2 separate regions of the Sus scrofa genome follow, and region 2 is linked to region 1. Evidence: chromatin contacts called from public HiChIP or PLAC-seq data. All regions are on one chromosome and are shown on one strand. The core of a region is the stretch at or near the end of the contact, and the rest is flanking DNA. Distances in the headings are between cores, read along the strand shown.

The links. HiChIP or PLAC-seq counts read pairs in DNA pulled down with a chosen protein or histone mark.
Region 2: an H3K27ac HiChIP or PLAC-seq map of alveolar macrophages shows a contact between it and region 1. The contact joins the promoter of CMC2 here to the promoter of GAN in region 1. A contact is called at or near these places in 1 of 5 promoter capture datasets (liver) and 1 of 2 datasets of contacts at active chromatin or transcription factors (alveolar macrophages).

The regions. Positions count from the first base shown.
Region 1 is chr6:6,987,480-6,991,808 of Sscrofa11.1, forward strand. It overlaps GAN (gigaxonin), which reads right to left and starts at 2,191. Exons shown (of 11, transcript XM_003126840.6): 1 at 1,834-2,191. The coding sequence starts at 2,000.
Region 2 is chr6:7,252,411-7,256,739 of Sscrofa11.1, forward strand. CMC2 (COX assembly mitochondrial protein 2 homolog) reads left to right here and starts at 2,527. Exons shown (of 2, transcript XM_021097072.1): 1 at 2,527-2,922. The coding sequence starts at 2,642. CENPN (centromere protein N) reads right to left here and starts at 2,517. Exons shown (of 11, transcript XM_021097067.1): 1 at 2,413-2,517.

The DNA of each region.
Region 1 (4,329 bases), core at 941-3,440:
TCAGGGAGCTTCCAGTGTGGCTGGAGAAGACCCACAAAGTAAATGAGTAAAATGTAGGATATATCAGAGTCGTAAGTGCTACAGACAAAAATGAAGCACAGACAGGGGAGCGCGTGTATTTGGTGATTTTCTTTTTCTTTCTTTCTTTTTTTGTTTTTTTTCTAGGGCCACACCTGAGGCATACGGAGGTTCCCAGGCTAGGGGTCTAATCGGAGCTATAGCTGCCAGCCTATGTCACAGCCACAGCAACGCAGGATCCGAGCCACGTCTGTGACCTACACCACAGCTCAAAGGCAACGCCGGATCCTTAACCCATTGAGTGAAGCCGAGGATCGAACCCAAAACCTCATGTTTCCTAGTGGGATTTGTTTCTGCTGCACCACGACAGCAACTCCTGTACTTGATTTTTGATTTTCTTTTAAGCCAAGTGGATGCCACTTAAAGAAGGGAAATAATGCATCTAAAGTAGTTTTCCTGAGCAATTCCCCCAACAGGGAAGAATACTCTGGATACAGGGAAGACTCTGGCCTGCTGATTTCAATTTTATGTTGATTGCTCACAGCTCTGAACTGCCAGCTATGAGCCGTTTGTCCTGTTGGCAATCTAAATTCCACACTAACGGCGACACCCCCCAAACCCATTATTAAATCCACAAGGAGTGCAAATGAATTTAAGAAGGAGAGCCAGGAAAGTTACCAGAGCGCTTGCATTGCTTCTGAGTTGGCACAAATGTCTCCTAATGCAAAGGTTAAAATGCAGTTTGTGTGTCGGATTTCTGCTAGGATAAAGCACTAAGAATACAGTACACATCATTTTGCTTTTTCTGACCTGTCAATTTCAGTGACATTCTCTACTATTAGTCTATATTTAACCAGCTTACTGGGCAGTTTCTATAGCTTTTAGCAGTTTTTTTTCCTTTTATTAAAAGACCGACCCAGTTTGCAAGAAAGTTGCTAAAACAGACCCCTTCCAAATGGGATACAATTGCAAGTGCACTGTGTCTTATCAACCTTTAATTCACCTCATCAGCTGAGCTAGCAAATCAGGTTAAGCTTTGTTTTAAAACGCCTCCTCTATGTCGCTAAAAGCTCGTGGTCCTCGGGGGGTAAGCATCCTGAGAACTAGTCCTTAAAATGTGCTACAGCTTAGTCTAACGTGTGTCTATAACGCACTACCCTTCCTTTTAAACACTTCCCACAAGGGAGTGGAAAAGTCACTTTTGAGAAGAACTTGGGCCTTGAGGGATCAGATCATCCATCCTAAGGAGGAAATCCAATAGCGTTTTCCCTCTGCCCACACCCGAAGGGAGGTGTTTGTTTGGCTCCGCGAGAGGGGCGCTCCCTGGCCGCGTTCTCGGCGCCGGGCCCGGCCCACTGTGAGTCGATTTGGAGGCGAACGACGGGCCGGCAAACTTCAGCCGGGATCCGCGAGCTGGGCCCCGGCGAAGGGGCGGGCTCTTCCCCGGTGCGGCCCCGCCCTACTTGCGGGTGCGGGTCTGGGGCCTCCGGGGCTCGGAAGCCCGAGTGAGCGCGAGGTGGTGGGACCCTGAAGGGAGAGGATGGGGGTATTGTGGTGAGGGTTCAACTCCAGAGGGGCAGTGGTCCGGTGGGGGCATGGGCCCAGCCCGGGGGCGACCAAGGCCACAAGGGCTGTCCTGGGGGGCGGCGACGGGTGAGGCCCGGCCGGGGTGTCTACCTGGGGGGACACCGCGCTCAGCGGTGACCAGAGGGACCCCAGCGGCTGGGGGGTGGGGACCTTGGGCTCCCGGGACACGCCCGACTCGCCCCGCCCCTGGGATCCCGGCAGCGCGGCCCCGCCCGGCCCCCTCCTCACCTGATGTACGGGCTGGCAGCTGCCAGGATGTTCTTCTGCACCGGAATCTCTTCCCCGTCGAGGACCAGGTGCGCGTCGCAGAAGCGGGACTCCTCGCGGAAAGAGCTGAGCGCTCGCAGCAGGCGCGCGGCGTGGTGAGGGTCGGACACGGCGCTGCCCTCGGCCATCGCGGTGCCCACTCCTCAGCTCGTGGGTCCGGCTCTTGACACCGCCCAACTAGACCCCTCCAGCGGCCCGCTTACGGCGCGCGTCCCGTCTGCCCAGCCCGCGCGCGCCCGCCTGCCCGGCCCGGCTCTCAGCGCTCGGAGCACAAGCGCGAGCCTCCGAAACGCGCCTGCGCCATCCGCGGCGCGAAGGGCCGGCGCCTTTAAGGAGCCACGGCGTTGCGTCATTTCTCCGCGACGCCCCCGCGCCCTAGCGCCCTCCCTCGCGCCCGCCGTCGCCGGAGGCGGCCAATCAGAAGCCTCGTTGCTACGCGGGACCGGCTGGTGTACGAAGGGCGCAGTGATGAGGGGCAGTCTACGGGTTGGAGAGATCCCTGCAGCGGTGGAGGGGTGCGCGGGCAGGGTAACTCTGTGGTTAAGCCCGTGGCCTCTGGCGCGGTGAGTCTGAATCCGAGTGTGAGCTCTTCCACTCACTAGCTGTGTGACCGTTGGGTAAGGTGCCCATCCTCACTTTGTCCATCTGCAACATGAAATCGATTTCTTAGTGTTGCTGCAGACTCCTATGAGGTAGCGCAAGTAAGCGAGGGCGCAGTAGGTGTAGCTTTTATTATTTACAGGGGAAAAGGCGCTTCCCAGGTAAGAGCACAGAGACTCGAGAAAGGGGGCCCTTAAAAGAGGGTTTGAGTTGCGGGCAAGACCCGGGGGGACATGTAGATGAAGAAGCACGCAGGGCCTCCTTAGTTGTCATGAGGTTGGTCTTGACCCTGTAGGTGTTAGGAACCACGAGAGGGTTTTAAGCAGAGCGTTTGTATGAAGATCAGTCAGCTGCTGCGTGGAGAATGGGGGGGTGGGGATGGAGTGTTTGCAAAAGGCAGAAATATGCTTAACTGTTGCTGTACTTGAGGGAAGGGAATGGTGGCCTGGATGGAATGGTGATGATAGAGGTGGACAGTAGTGGATGGCTTTAAAAGAACAGGCAGAAGGGGACCAGCATAATGTTCTGGGTTGAGTAACTGCATGATGTTAGTACGTTGCAGAGGGACATAGAAACGCTGAAGGAGTGGAAGGTAGCAAGGCCAGATGTTCATATACATCCAGGCTCCCCACCCAGTGAAGATCAAGGTGCTGACTTTGGATCAAGCACCTCCAGGTCAGGTTGGCTTGCAGGTTGTCTGACATTTCCTGGAACGTTGCTAAGGGTACATGGGAATGTGGATTGTAGCCCCCATTTTGTACAGACATTAGCTGCTCCACAAGCTTCTGAAGACTTAGCTGTTTTAGGAGGGCCAAGGACCAGAAGACTATGTCCAGCATTCTAGAGAAGGCCATGTGAGATTTTCACTGGATCACCTCAGTGTTTTCCTTCTGCCAACTCAGAAGCGCCAATAAAGTCCTGGATCTTTACCCTGAGCGAGCCAAGGCTTTGGAGTTACTGGCAACAATCAGAGTATGTAACTCTGGTGGAGTCACTGGCAAAAGAATAGATTGGGAGAATGATGTTACTAGTGGAAGGTCCAGGTAATACAGCCCAGTGTTTATGGATGAAATGATAAAAAAAAAAAAACAAAAAAACATCTAGGATTGGCTTCAAAACGAAGGGACAAGGGAAGTGGGTGGTGATATAAATGAATCAAAGTAGTTTCTACTTGTTAAAGCCAGGTCCTGGGTACCTGGAGATTCATTGTACTAGTGTGTGTGTGTGTGTGTGTGTGTGTGTGTGTGTGTGTGTGTGTGTGTGTGTGTGTGTGTGTGTGTGTTTTAAGATGTCGTAATACAAAGTAAAGAGGATAAGCAGCTGGAGCGTATCTCCTCCCAGGATCCCAGCAGTCAACACTTTTTTCCTTGAACTTGTTGCTGTACTTTGAACATTGCTCTGGCAGAAAACCGACTGCAGTGGGTTTATTTTCCGTGCTGCCTGGCATGTATGTTTTAGTGCATCTCCATTTCCAGGTGCCATACTCAGTGACTGGCCCTAGTAGTGCTCACTGAATGTTGGATGGATGGAAGAAATTTAAAGAATTGTAAATACTGGGCATTTAATAAATGTTTTCTGAATTGTAATCTGTTTTTAGTTTGTGTTTGTCTTCCTTGTCAACTGGGTTGTTGTTGGAGTCAAAAAGGATATATGTGACAGAGAGTTCATATCAAATATGTAGGTATTTGATAAACACTTAGCTGATTAATTACTTGGAATGCTGGTCTATTCTTCAAATGTCAGAGTTTCCAAAACAAAGAGCTCAAATAACAGAATAACCCTCAGGTAACCAGTTTTCCCAGAATGGGAGTGTTGGCTTAGTTGAAGGAAATGGAGGTGAATGGGGATTAGTCAGGC
Region 2 (4,329 bases), core at 1,277-3,776, 270 kb after region 1:
CTGCCACCTCATTTGGAGACACTGATAGGCCTCTCTCTTTTAAAGAGAAAATAAAAAGCAAGCAAGAATACTTTCTAAAAGATTAAGCAGGACGTCTGCAGACTTTACATTCCTCTAACAACCTATCTTTGAAGAAAGGGGTGTCCGTGTTTATGACACGAGGCAGAAGTCAGTCAGTCAACCTCATATGCCTCCAGCACTAATTGTGGGATTTCCAAAGACAAACAGGACATTCCTCTAAAAGAATCCTGGCTGTGACTTATTTCTACCACTCGAGTGTTTGTTGAACATGGCATATAATTTATTACTATTGCCCACTTCTTAAAAAGATGTGGCTAGTTGAAGGTATTTTGAAAAGACACTAAAAAACAATAGTTAAAATTGAAGAAGAATGACCAGGAGTTGTTTAGAGAGAGAAAAATAACTGAATTAAGAATGTGGGAGCAGGGGTTCCCATCGTGGCACAGTGATTAATGAATCTGACTAGGAACCATGAGGTTGCGGGTTCGATCCCTGGCCTTGCTCAATAGGTTAAGGATCCGGCGTTGCCTTGAGCTGTGGTGTAGGTTGCAGACGCAGCTGGGATCCCACATAGCTGTGGCGGTGGCTGTGGCCGGCGGCTACAGCTCCAATTAGACCCTAGCCTGGGAACCTCCAAATGCCGTGGGAAGCGGCCCTAGAAAAAAAAAAGGCAAAAAGACAAAAAAAAAAAAAAAAAAAAGAAGAAGAATGTGGGAGCAGCATCAGGATCATGAAGACTGAGCCAGATTTGTGTCCTTGTCCAGATATAGGACCCACCTGCCTTAATGACAAGACAGACCCTCACCTTGGTCCACAGGGTCAGTGTGGTTCGGTTTGCTTCTTGCCTCCCTATCATTTATCACACTCTCCTTGGCTTTCTGAGTTCCACCTGCAGTGGCCTTTGAGTTTCTCTGCTACAAAGTGATCACTCGAGGTAAGCATCACTGTGTCTGCAGTTACCCCTGCCTGGACAGTTCCTCCTGTACCCTTGGCTCTTGTAATTCAGGTCTCAGCTAAACTCCTTCACAGACTTATTCTGACCACCCAGTTTAGTTATTTCCCTGCCTGTCTTTACAGAAATTACCTGAAGGAGTTCCCGTCGTGGCGCAGTGGTTAACGAATCCGACTAGGAACCAGGAGGTTGCGGGTTCGGTCCCTGCCCTTGTTCAGTGGGTTAACGATCCGGGTTGCCGTGAGCTGTGGTGTAGGTTGCAGACGCGGCTCGGATCCCGCGTTGCTGTGGCTCTGGCGTAGGCCAGTGGCTACAGCTCCGATTCAACCCCTAGCCTGGGAATCTCCATATGCCGCGGGAGCGGCCCAAGAAATAGCAGCAACAACAACAGACAAAAGACAAAAAAAAAAAAAAAAAAAAAAAAAAGAAATTACCTGAAGTTATCTTGCTTACTAATTACTTTATGGCATTACAATATTCGATTAAGCTCCACCAGGGCAGGAACTATGTCTTATTCATTGCTGCATTCCTAAAATCTCGAACAGGGTCGGTCTAGGCAGCCCGAGAACTGTCTAGTGGAAATAACTGAGAAATACCAGCAGCAGTACCTGACGAGGTAAACAACCTGAGAAGAATTAGGGTCCAACGGTCAGTCAAAGTAACAAACCTTCGTTCCATCAAAAACACTGGAGGTGTGGGTGGTTGTTAAAACACAGATTTCTGGGCCCCAACGATTTAAACTGGGGGGTGGAGTGGACCGAGAAGGGCTTGAGATTTTGCATTTTTAGAATAGGAGTCTTAGTTCTGGCTAAAGCTGGGGAATGCCATTCTAAAGAATTCTGGTAGAATGCACTCGATCTTATCAGTAAAGTTTGAAAGCCCTTGAATAAACTTCGGATTCTGATACCTAATTTCTTTGTATTTCCTAGCACTTAACACAACGCCTGGCAAATAGCAGGTGTTTGAAATACAGCAGTTGAATGAACACATGACAAAAAAGATCTGCTTTACATAACTTTCCTGTAAATCTACGGAGCCGAAAGGCTGCCATAAGGACCAGAAGGAGTAATGCGAGAGGCTACAAAGACTAAAAAGGATAGACGCTACGGTTAACCAAAACCTAAACATCCGACTCTGGGGAAAGGAGCAACCCAAGGTTGGGATAGTTCACCCCGTGACAGCTCGGGGCGGAGCCAGCAGGACGCAGGCCTACGTTAGGCCCCGCCCCACCACGGGCGGACGTGACGTCACCGCCCAGCATCACCGCCCTCCTCGTCTCGGCCTCAACCGTAGTCCCCAGCCCCCTGCCCAAGACCAAGACCCACTCCACGACGTGGGGCAGTTGAGAAAGAGTCGCCTCAGAGGCGTGGGATGTGGCTTCTCCAGGGCTCCTGCCACACTCGGGGGGCCCGATCCCGTGCCACCAGCGGCTGTCTTACCGTTCCACATCGCAAGCCGGCTCTCTCCTCATCTATTCCCGCCTGCTGCACCTTCAAAGCTACCAATTGCAGTTCCCGCCGCCCTCGAGCCCCGCCCACTGGAGCTCAAACTTTGGACCGTACCCTCGGCACAGGGGACCGCGTGGGGGAGCGACCGGCGTGAAACTCGCTCGGCTTCCGCCTTACTCTTGTTTTCGAAAATACTGTCTGAATGCAGTAACTCTTAGCCATGAAATATGGCTTGTCAGTTTGGCCTCAGTGTACGCCCTGCCGGCCCTCCGTGGACTCGCTCTCCCTCCCCCCACAGCACCTGAAAATGGGCCCGTCCAAGCCGGGCGGCACATGCGCCTCAGGCGGCGAGAGGCGGGGGCCGGCCCGGCAGGGTCAGCTGTGTAGGGCGCCCGGCCGCCGCCACCAGGACCTGTACCGGCGCCGAGGCCGCGGGCCTTTGAGTGCAGCGTCTACGCTGGTGAATACCGCTTCCGCTCTCCGCGTGTGGCTGCGAGTCGGGTGAGTCTCCGGAGCGCTTTCTTCCGGGCCGCGGTGCCATTGGAGGCCGCTGGACACCCACCTGTCCCCGCCCAAGGTCCTTCCCTCGTGCGCCCCGCTGCGTCCCGTCCTGCCGAGACTTCTTGCCCCCTCGGAGGTTGGGGCCGCCGCTCTGGGGATTGCCTGAGCCCCGAACCCTCCAGCATTCGCCGAGGACGCGCTGGTAGTTGAGAGTAGGCTTTGGTGTAGACCTTTCCTCTGCTGGAGTAGGCCCCGCTGCTCTCTAGCCTCTGACCTTGGGCGAGCTGCTCCTAACCCTGGGCCTCAGCTTCCTCGCCTGTGAAATGGGTGTAACACATCGCGTTGGTTGTGAGAAGGGATGCCCTTAACGCTGTGTTTGCCACGGTGAGCGCTCGCTACCTTGTGTGCTTATTGCTGTTACTGAATAGCTGGGAGTAGAGAAATTGCCTGCAGAAGGTGGGATCCTGTTAGGGCGCTTCTCAGCTGCGGCGAAAGTTGCCACCAACTCGCGGCGTGAGAATCCAGATTGCCAATATCCCCAGCAGTACACTTTTCAAGGAAAGTGACGTTCAAATCCCTTTTCTTGGGTGTGAAGATTACCTTGCTTGTCGTTTCACAATGAGTGCTTTATGAAGAGTCTTAAATAAATCCGAGTTCTGGAAATCCTTCGTTTGAAGATTTAAATATGTAAAAGAACTTTTAGCTGGCAAAGGAATTTTGTTGTGACAGCCCTTGAATCTCTCCTATACATAAAAGCTTCTGGGCTTGTTTGGTGGGTTTAAAATGAGCCTCATTTCCATTCTTTTTTGTTTGTTTTTCTTAAAAACTATGTTGCCCTCTGAACCAGTTCTCAAAGCTGTGATAATCCTGCGTTCAACATTGGGCAAACATGTATTAGGCATTGACTGTGTGCCTTTAAGGAGAATATTCCCTTCCTCACTAGCCAGTATGGTCTTTGAGGTATATGAACTACTTTTTTTTTTTTTCCTGAAACTCACTTGATTTGACGGAGTGCTCAGCACCAAATAAGTGCTGATAAATATTAGTTTAGAGACGGTTACCACTGGGCCCATCTCTTAGAAACTCTGTGCATTGCTCTCCAAAGCAGTGGGCATGGTCTGTAGTCTGGGAGCACTTGTCACTTTCTTAGCAGCATCTGTTGAGATTTGGTCGCTTTGCGGCTGTGATAGGTAGATGTGGGTAGGTTGAGTAGTCCCCTGCTACTGTTGTTATGGTGCAGTTTGACATAGAGACATGCTAATTCAACTAACTCCAGTGCTTTCTGAAATGTAGGTTTTAAAAGAAAAGTATATTTTAGAAAGCTTAAGTATTATTTTACAGTTTTTCCTGGAGATTCTTAAGTTTCTGAACAAGAGACTTCTGGCCTTGTTTTAAAATGCCATTTGA